Regions from separate parts of the Drosophila melanogaster genome. Here region 1 is linked to region 2. Evidence: chromatin contacts called from public Hi-C data. All regions are on one chromosome and are shown on one strand. Each heading gives the region's core, a stretch centred on a gene start, on an enhancer-like site or on the middle of the called end of the contact. The rest is flanking DNA. Distances are from core to core; before and after follow the strand shown. Region 1 holds the start of l(1)G0469 (lethal (1) G0469). Region 2 holds the start of Hsc70-3 (Heat shock protein 70 cognate 3).

What was found. A called contact is a pair of places that touch in the nucleus more often than the background predicts.
Region 1: a Hi-C map of the Kc167 cell line shows a contact between it and region 2, with 2.9 times the contacts expected there. The contact joins the promoter of l(1)G0469 here to the promoter of Hsc70-3 in region 2. A contact is called at or near these places in 2 of 107 Hi-C or Micro-C datasets (the Kc167 cell line and embryo).

Annotation. Positions count from the first base shown.
Region 1 is chrX:14,208,702-14,214,056 of dm6, reverse strand. l(1)G0469 (lethal (1) G0469) reads left to right here and starts at 2,600. Exons shown (of 3, transcript NM_001272614.1): 1 at 2,600-3,623. The coding sequence starts at 2,987. All of the region lies in intron 2 of Prp16 (pre-mRNA processing factor 16), which reads right to left.
Region 2 is chrX:11,804,413-11,809,919 of dm6, reverse strand. It overlaps Hsc70-3 (Heat shock protein 70 cognate 3), which reads left to right and starts at 2,803. Exons shown (of 3, transcript NM_078577.3): 1 at 2,803-3,051; 2 at 4,878-5,023; 3 at 5,462-5,507. The coding sequence starts at 4,899. CG1578 reads left to right here. Exons shown (of 8, transcript NM_001298212.1): 8 at 1-1,414.

The DNA.
Region 1 (5,355 bases), core at 1,351-3,850, 2.4 Mb before region 2:
AACCAAAGTCGAATGGAACCGATTGTACCGATGTACGTGACAACGCACACACACGCACTCTCGAGAGAAAACGGGGGGAGAAAAAAAGCAAACAATAAAACACACACGCAACTCACGAGAAATCAAACTTGAGGACTACGTCACTACGAAAAGTTTCCAACTCGTCGTGTCTAACCCCGGTTTTCCCCACACCCCCGCCAAAATTTTCACCGCCCTCTATCGATCCATTGGATGCAGCGTTTTGTAGTATTGAAAATGGTTGTAGTACACAGCGAGAAACGTTTGATTTAAGTTTAGTCTACAATCTGAAACAGTAATAGCTGGCAAAGTTACGAATAATTTTGTAAAGAAAAAACATTTAAAAAAAACCAGCTTGCCTATCTTAAGGCGCGGCTCATGAAATGCAACCCTGTGTGGGGAGTAGAAAGAAGTTGAATATTCCAGAACCAAAATGTTTCTGGTTTACCGAATACGATATATCCCCCTTTACTCAACAAATAATCAATGTGAAAAAGACACATTTTCTCTTTTGTGTAATAGTTGAACTACTTAAGGCCAAGTTAGTTGGTATGAACACAAGGTCTTTGGCCATCTGATGATATGATTAGGCTGTGGCGATGCATTGCATTGTTCGTAAGTGCAAATAGAAGACGAATTGAAAGGGGTATGAATGGTGCAGAAACTTGTTAGCTTATGTGCGTGAGATATGTTGGCACTTTCATGGTAATTATGTATGTGTGTTGCTCGAGTTAATTAACGAATCAAATGCATTTCTCCAATTGCATTTTAAGGGTGCATTTCCCATTTGGGTTTCCTTTGGAAAGCAATACAATTGTTATACCAATTTCAATCGAGCGGAATTCCAATTGTAAATTGGGCATTGTTTGAGGCAATTTAATATGGCCCAGCTAGCAGCACGTCACTATCAAATATTTGCACAAGCGAAATATTCTAGCGCTGCTATAAATACAAATATCATCCGTGCTCCCATTTTCAAAGCGAGCTATTTTATTTTTAGGGGCTCCACCGAAACTTGCAATTTTTTGTATCAATCATTTAGATCGCATTGTTCTTTTTTTTTTTAGCTACCTCTGCGATTTCCGTAAGGCAATCAATTTATTGCACACAAGAATTTGCAACCAAATTTTCGAATGTCTTTGGATTAAAAGTGCGGAAGCAGGAAGATTAATTAATTATATATAATTAAGTGATTTTTTTTTTAGATTTTCATTTTAAGACTAGGACAATTTGTTCTTATTGCTATTTATCAATCGATAAGATAACCTATTGAATTGTAACAAGTTCTTCGAACGAAATGAGGGGGTTTGTTCGTTAATTTTGTCATTTCATACATACTATCGAGTGTTGCCCGTGCTCGATCACATGTTTCGTTTGAGATCGAACCGAATCGAAAACAAACCATTAAGCAATAAACCTCCATTCGCATCAATCAATTCACCTGGCCAGTGACGTTTTTGTCTACAATTGGGCTTCGTGACGAATAACTGCGACGTTGACGAAAGCCCAACAAATAATGCTCATAATTGGGGGGCCATAATCCAGTCGGTTCCACTCGAAGGATGTCGCCGCACGAGCCACACAAGGATCGAAATATTGGCCTTATAGCCGTAAAATAGATAATTATTTAGTTGGCGCGCCGTTTGCGGGGGAAGAGAATGGCGAAACAGCATAGCGGAATGCCATACTCACCACAGTTCACAGTTCGAAAGGCGGAGAGAGAGAGGGAAAGAGAGACAGACAGAGAGCCTCAGCGAGATTGAGATTCCTCTCTGAAATAAACCGGCTTCGGTTATAAATAATATCGCTCTCCGTTAAGTTATCTTTAGACTCAGTCCCTTGGGTGTTGGAATTCAATAACTATCTTAGTAGTTGCGGTTTGCATTTTCCTAAACTGCAATTTATAGTTTGCTTCAAAAAGCAGAAATTAGTATTTCCTATCCGATTAGTTGAAGACATATGAGCAACTTTACCATTTGATCTACTCTTGGTTTTTTTGCAACATGAATTTCATGACTGTAATATGAACAGTGGACTAGAAAAGCAGTTTTGGGCGCAAGACTTAAAGATTTAATACCAAGTTGTAATTGAATATCAATGATCCAGGTAAACATCATATAGCAAACAACAAGTTTTTTAAAAAACTTATTTTCTTATTGAGTTGCACACTAAAAAGTAATGCAAATGCACAGTCATATGCACAGAACAGTTATGGACATTGTTTGTGGATAGTTCAGATTTAATTTACTTTATGATTAATAAATTAACATATTGCTAGTCTTTCGCGCTCGAGCGGCAAGCTCGTTGTACTTTCGCAAGCACTTAATACATTTTTTAAAAACCTACATTGTTGGAGATAACAAATTTTGCATATTTAAATCCTGAATTCATTGCATATGTTGCTGCATTTCGGCCAATGTACTGTAAACAAATGCAACATTGAGAGCTGGCGCTCTCTTGCACTGTTAACGTTCGGTTAACAGTGCGTGAGCAGAGCGAAGAGCGCCGATGAGAGCAAAGTCGGCAGAGCTTGGGCAGAGCTCGAGCAGAGCCATATAAAGCGACGTGCCCGAAAACATTTGTATTTGTAAAAAGCAAACCGACGAGCGGATAAGGCGGAATATCTGAAGAGCAGCAGCGAAAAACACGAAAAGCCAGAAACAGAAACCAAAAACCCAAACCGAAACAACTCGAACTTCGTGTGCAGTGTGGCAAACTCAAAAAGAAACTGAAACAGATAACATAAGAAACCGAAAGAAGCAGCAGCAGCGAATCGAAGCGTAAAAAAAAAAAACAGAGCAAATTGAAAGAAGCACAGAACAAAACACAACACAACAAATTTAAATAAAATCCAACGCAAACAGCGAGAGAAAAGTTATTCCGGAAAACGCGCGGAAAAGTGCATTTCGAATTTCATTAATTTTTTTTCGAGTGAAAGTTGGGCGCTTCAGGCCCAACAACGCCCACAATGAACCGTTCGAACAGCTTTGTCAGCTCGCTGAAATGGTGGCCACTGCAGGGTCACAACAACCAACCGGTGGCGCCACCTGCCAGCGGTTACTCCCAATCGGCGCCCAGCTCGCCCACCTCCAATTGGCCACCGCCACTGCAGCAGCATCAGAATCCCACAACCGGCACCGCCCACCGCCTACTGCCGCCCAGCGGGCAAAAGAATGGAATTGCTGGCGGCACCGTGGGCGCCACATTCGGCAGCAGTGTGGCAGTGCAAAAGCTGCGCGAATCCAAGTGGTTCAAGCCCGAGGAGCAGCGCATCTTTTGCGCCGTCGTCGAGTGCGGTTTCGTGGTCGAGATCCGCAGCAGCGCCGCAGCCGAGGCGGCCGCAGCTAACGCAGCAGCAGCGGCCGCAGCAGCCGACACCGGTGACAACGACCTCGACGTGGACGCTCTGGAGGAGCTCGACTGCCCACTGACCAACCACCCATCGCCGCCGCATCGCAATCACAGCCATAGTCACAGCCAAATCCAAAACCAATCCCAGCGGCTGGTCATCCCGCGCAACGGTAGCAGTTTCCTGGAGACGCAGGACGAGAATGAGACGCCTGTCGCCTCTTGGTATGGAATCGTGCTCTGCAAGGTGGCCAAAGGTAAGTTCATTGCGAAAGACACAGAGAAAATGTTGCGACTTTTCAAGTGCAGACATTACGGAAATGCGAGTAAATCTATACATATTTATACTATTCTTATGAGATTTCATAGTGTGAAATTGTATGGATATAGATATAGAGTATAAACAAAATTAATAGTCCATTTTCATTTTGTTCATATCTATTTGATAAGTGGTAAAATTAAAACGACAAAAATGTGGCTCTTTATCACTTTAAGTGCGCAGATCAATTGAATGTTTACTCTGCTCATATCTTTGTGATAAGCGAATAATATTAAATAAGTATTAATATTTAAATTTGGTACTCGGTTTTTGCACTTGCAAGTTTTTATCTCCAAGAAAAGTCATCATAGTTTTCTTTTAGTGCACAAAGCAAAGTGATAATTTAAATTATATATTTTTTTTTATTTGAAGAGTGCTGAGTGATTAGGTGCATTTCCAAAGACACGATGCAAAAGTTTTGGGTTGAGGTAAGGGCAAGTTTAAAAGGTTTTATTAGTTGCGATAAGAGAAAAGGGGGTAGGGTAGAGCCACACACTCTTACGTCTTTTGACGAAATCGTACGGCGTCGTGAGGCTTATCTGTTATCTTAATAAAATGTACGATCCCCAAACACTTTTTATTACGTGCGAAAAAGTCGTGGTTCTTGATCACATGCACTTTTATATGCAGCCAGTTTTGCTGGGACTTTAAATATATGTAGCTCTTTGTGTTTTATCTTATTAATGTCTAATGCGCTCGTATCAAGTCGTGGAAAACAATGTTGATCCCCCACCAAAAGCTTTAATGAGGCTTTATTTACATTTTTTTAGAACTCCAATTCAAATTGATTCGGGTAATCCCCAACCACACACACACACATATATATATATATATATATATATATATATATATATATATATGTTCCTGTTGGGCTAACCTATTTAAATTTGTATTTCTTTTTATTATTATTCGATGGTCCTCTTCGGTCGAGGCTCCACTGTAGCTTCCTCTTCCTCATAAGACTGCAATTAAAGTGCAGAATTACCTGCTCAACTTTTCGGACTGATGATTAATCACAAAACTTCGGACGTCAGAGAGCCATTAAAAGTAATCTATGGTTTTTTTTTTGGTCGAGAATGTCTAAATTGTAGAATGTCATTCAATAAACAAACATTACACACATGCGCACTCTCTACAGCGTACACACAGACACACAGACACACACGCACTCAAGCCGAAGTACCGTGCTTTTATCTAATCGCAAAGAGAATCCAACAACAACAACAGCAACAAGAACAAGAACACGAAAGAGCTTATCATTTGAGACGCTGGCAGCGCAGTCGAAGTCAGCGTCGGCAGCGGCAGCGGTCATTCACAATGCTGCGCCGACAGCTGCTAGAACATTCCAAACTTTGAAGCCCGAAAAACCCTTAAAACAAAGCTGAAAACAAAAGAGCTGAAAATGGGACAGGGTAGAGGGGAAAATTGTAAATAATAAACACCTTTGCGCTCCCGTTTACCACAGTTCACTTTACTAATATTACGCTACAGTAAAACCGAGCTTGCAATGAATAGTAGTTAATCCGGCAAGAGAATGGTGGAAAACTAACTTATGTAGGAGGAAGAGAAAACTTGAAAAGATGTGAAAGATAATGGTTGCGCAGCCGGGTCTTCACTGTGTGTGAGTGTATGCGTGCGTGTGCGGGAGAGTTGGGTGGCAAGTGGTGAGT
Region 2 (5,507 bases), core at 1,554-4,053:
AGAAACTTGAAGGATGATGATGATAATGATGATGATAAGGATGAGGATGATATGGAGGAAAATGATGAAACAATTTGCTGCCACCGCACCAAGCAGAACACAGAATATATATATACACCACTATATATACACAGATATATGTAGAATTGATCTTTTTTGGTTTGACAATGGCAGAGGGTAATCTTTGGATAATTCCAAGCCAGTTGGCCTTTCTCACATGATATGGTTCGCAAAATACTACATTGAATTCGAAAAGCTTCCATGTTTCATTAACATTTCGGCATTACTTTTAAAGTAAGCAGTTGTTAGGTGTCTGTTGTAAATAATTGAGGCCAACTGGCGCCAGGTTTTATCCACAGATTGCTTCATTGTTCCCACACTCTTTCAGTAACACCAGCTGCTTGCCCTTTGTTGATATTGTTAACTAGCAGGCGTGGCGATTCTAAGATCGCAAAGATGCAGTGTAGTCAGCATGCTGTATCCATAGAATAAATCACTTCGTGTCGCAGTTTCGGACCAAAAAAAACTCTCACAAAATGGTAACCAAAAACCAATAAAAAAAAACAAAAAAAAAGGAAGAAACAAAAACCAAGAACACACTCAAAACGGATCTATGCAACTCAAGTGTTTCAGCAACTCGCGATGGAAAACCAAGCATACAAATTCAATTCAAAGCAACTTTATATATTATATACGAAGAAAACAAACCATTTTTGTGCACTCTATTGCCCAAAAGAAAGAAGAAAACTGTAACTATACTCTTATACAAACTATTAACTATTAATCGTTTTTCGATGTGCTTTTCTTTATGCTCCGACTTTTTATATACATACATATATATATATATATATATATGTATGTATGTATATACGCATAAAAAACTTAGCGATTTTATTTCACTTTTCACAAATAGCCACAAACACATTTGACCAAAAAAAACAAAAACACGACAGCATTGTAAAGCAATTGATGTTTATATGTCGTTAAGCTTTAAATATTGTGGAGAGCAGATGATGTGGCCCATTCTTCGACCACGTCGACCATTATTTGCATTATCAATAATCCAATTATAGCAAATTCGCCATAAAGAACCTAGATTGTATCATCAATTCTTTTTTTTATAATAATTTTTTTAATAGATATGGAAATTATCGAATAGAGATTATTGAATGTGTTGCTTAGAATACAACCTGTCCATAGTTTTTCCTGCACACAATCTGCGACAGAAAGAAAACTACATAATTTGGCTGGATTCCAAACCAGAATTTTGGTCAACGTCTACTTTTATAATGTAAAGTACGGTACGATATCGACGGGGCGCTGAGCGGGGAGATGATAAAAAGATTATTACATGCTATTATGTATTGTTATGAAAATATATTGATATTGAATGAGTGTCATTACAAAAATCGACAAAAAAAAAAAAAAGAAAACTAAAAAGTGGGTGTTTTTCATTCTCGGGCGGATGCGGACTGATAAGTCAAGAACTCGCTATAAATATGCTACATATATAGACTGTTTGCCTGTTCTTATCGGTAGTCGTTTAATTTATGGAAATTATCATTTCAAATGAAGATCGACGAAATGCCTGGAAATTGCCAGATAAACGTGGTATTTTCGACTTTTTCGGAAAATATATCATTTTTTATCCCCCCAAATATTAGTCATGATATTCTTGAAACATTTTTGAATCATCATTTGAGCGTATTGTTTAAATACGCTTTTAAATTTTATTTTTCATATATGTAAATATTATTAATAAAAATTCTGGGAAGTGCTAAAAAAGTCTAGAGTTGCTATATGGAATTCGAAATAGCAATATATACATACATATATAAAATACTAGACATTTTTAATAATATAAAATATAAATAACATTTATATATGAAAGAGGTAAGTTTGAAAAAAAATTTGATTCTATGTCTTTATTAAACTCCATTCGTTTACCACTCAAAACTATGGATAAGCAGTTAGTTTTTCTTTCGAATTTACATGTAAATATTGCAGTACCATTTCCGGTTGTCATAGTATTAAAAACAGCTGCATATAAGCTTAAATTTAAATTTCGAATGTAATTATATGCTTATAATAATAAGAACCCAAAAGCATATATTTATAACTTCAAGTATCGGAATGAACAATTACAAAGTCTAAAAATAGTTTTGGGAAGTTGTCAATAATTACGCCCCACTTAAAGTAACGGCAAACATCCAGATTCAGCTGGAAGCATAACGGTTAACCTGGGGCAATGTACACGTCAGTGCTCGTTGCGGCTTTACTTAAGGGGAACGCATATTTGCATCAGACAAACCAAACACCATAAAAAGAAAAAGAAGAAGGCCAAACATCGTACTCTCTCCGCTCCGAAAATGTTTGGGTAAACAAATAGTGAAAAGCTCTGGGAGAGAGCGAGAGCGAGAGTTGGCCTCCAGTGGGCGGAACAGCTACGCCTGCGACACGTCAGTGCTAGAGATGTAACACCTTAAGATAGTTATCGATTAAAATTATATTGAATAAAATGAATATATAAAAGAAGTTAAATCTTAAAAAACTATTATTAAAATGATTGTAAACCGTATAGCAGAAATAGTTGCAATCATATAATCCTGTAATATATTATTTTTATTTTTAATTATATCTTCTTAATACCTTTATTAATTAGACATTTTAGTCTAACGAAATATTTATTCGACTTATTCGATTGCCAGATGTGTATCGATGTTTCTAGAAAACTAAACTCATCGACACGTCAGTGGTAGGTGAGAGCAAAGAGCAATAAATAGCCGGAAAACAGAGAGTGAAAATCAGTTTCAAAACAAAAGTACAAGGAATAACAGCACAGCAAAAGAGAAACGCGATTTATTAAATACAAATTATTACCCCAAGAACATTGTAACGCGCTGTGACCGCAAATATAAACAAGAAATCGTTACATTCCCATTAGATCAATTAAAACCAAGCCAAAAAACAACAAAGACTAATACTTCTGTGACAAAAAGTGACAATTACCTAAATAAGTGAATTTTTTTTTAATAGTTTTAGTTAGAAAATGTAAGTATACAAAAAGAAAATTATATTGAAAGTTGATATGAGTGTATGCTGTTGGTATTAACATCTAAGAAACAGGAAAATATTTATCAAATTTACTTTGGACCAAAAGAACCAGCATAAAGTGTATATTTAAATATATCTATTTTTTTTTATAAATATGTGTTGCAAGGAATTCAGTGGCTTGAATTGCGTTATAGCATTTCTTATATTATATTATTGTTTATTTTGAAACAAAATTGAGGCAACATTATAAAAGAATCAAAACGATTGCTTGACAGACCCATTGGTAACTGTAAAATACTATTTACTACCTGATATTGATAAGGACAACGCGAAATATTGTGTGTAGAAATAATTATATATTTTTGAAAAGCGGTTATTCGTCGGCCGAACAATCGCGTGCTTTCCAACACTGATCTACCACTGACGTGTCTTTTTGGCCCCAGAGTTGCACGTGTGTGTGTGTGCCGCAGCGTATGACTGTGTGCGTACGTAGAAAGCGCCGGCAAAAACGTCAGATAAGCAGCAGCCACATATTCTACTGCTCTGTCAGTTCACTTTGAAGCGTCGAGAAAGCACATTAAATCGAAACCAATTTGAAATTATTAACCGCTCAGCGATAAGTGTAAGTGTTAGTTCAAAGAAAAGGCTTAAATACGAGCTGGACGTTAGCACAAATAGCTGGAAAGTGCACTTGCACTGCTAGAATATTCGTGTAAAGGAACGGACGGCAAAGAGGGACACCAATACACTGCAATTTTACAGTCGCCATATTGGCAAAAGTAAAAGAGGTCTGCTACAAAAAGTTTGCCCGCACGTGCCCTTAAAGAAATAGAAACGTATGAAATTAGTTTCCTTTATAGTTGAAACCAATAAAGGCCAACCAATGACGTGGTGGTCGTGACAAGTGACAAGTTCGGTGAATGAACTTTGTCTTCTTCTTCGTATTAGTTTCTTACAGCCTAAGCTTGCATTTAGGTGAAGTTCTTGTTTTCCTTTTACAGTAATTTACGGTTAATTTTGCTTACATTTACTTCTTTTTTTTAAAAGACCGCGAAGCGCCTGCGCATTTTGCCGTCTGTGTGAGTGGGAGTAGGCCTATCTGTGTGCGTTTGTCTGCGTTCAATCCGCTTGGTACACGTCATTTATTTGGCTGATTTATAAGCACTCGCTTTGCTCTCTCTGTGTGTCTCTCTCCGATGGTCGCAAAGTACACGTCAGTGTGGCATAGAAAAAAGAATAAAATACCTAAGTGGTTAAGCCACAAACAGCTGTGCAAATCCAGCTTTCCTTCTGGAATTGTGCGTTGGGAGGGGGACTTTCTTGCGGTGCGTGAAATAACGAAAAGAATTAAACCAGTTATTTGGCCGCTCTCTCACCGGCAGCAGCAAAGAAAGAACCAGAAAAATGTTACACGTATACAAATTTCGCTGCTCTCTCTCTCTCGCTTTCCGGCGACGTCGGCGTCGGTCAATGTCAGCAGAACGGAGATGAGCGCACCGCTTAGCAGTTGCCGGGCAGTTAGCCATTGGAGTAGACGTGTTCTTTATCCGATCTTGACTACTAGTAAGATTTATAAGGTACTGAATCTGGTAGAATCGTGTTTAAAATAATAATGTTGCCAAAGTGGCACAGCTAACGGTACATGTTAACAGTTGACAATCTGGCCGACGTCATCAGTACTGGTTCTCTCGCAGAGGGAGAGCGAGAGCCAAAAAGAACACTGGCCATTTATGTTTGCGTGTGTGTGATTGTGTTGACGTGTACAAAAAGCCGAGGTTGAAATAATTGGGCGAAAATTAACGCAATCCCTTTCTTATTTGCAGTTTTCCTGAGAGATCTTCAATATGAAGTTATGCATATTACTGGCCGTCGTGGCCTTCGTTGGCCTCTCGCTGGGCGAGGAGAAGAAGGAAAAGGACAAGGAGCTGGGCACAGTGATCGGCATTGATTTGGGCACCACGTATTCCTGGTAAGTTAGATATGCTCGTCCTTCGGCTCTAAAACCCATTAATGCTTACTTGAGATATCTTGATCATAAAGTATACAGTGGTCATAAATTCTACTGTTGATTTTCGTAATACCAAGTTTTTATGCTTTAGACGTGTACATTTCAAATTGATCACATTTATAACAAAATATTTGTAAAGTAGATTTGACCTTAAAATAACGTAAAAAGAATGTATAAGATTTTACTTCTTAAAAAATAGGTGACTTTATCTATACTCCCATACTTGTAATTTTAGCTGACACACTTCCACGTGCGCATTATAATAAGAAATTTTTGCTGTAGTTAAGCGCCTCAAATTCAAGTTTATCAGTACTCAACTTGTAGATAGGTATCTCTACCACTGCTTTCATTTACGATTCGTTATTAATCTAAATATTTCTTACCCAAATTCTCTTACAGCGTTGGTGTGTACAAGAACGGACGCGTTGAGATCATCGCCAACGAT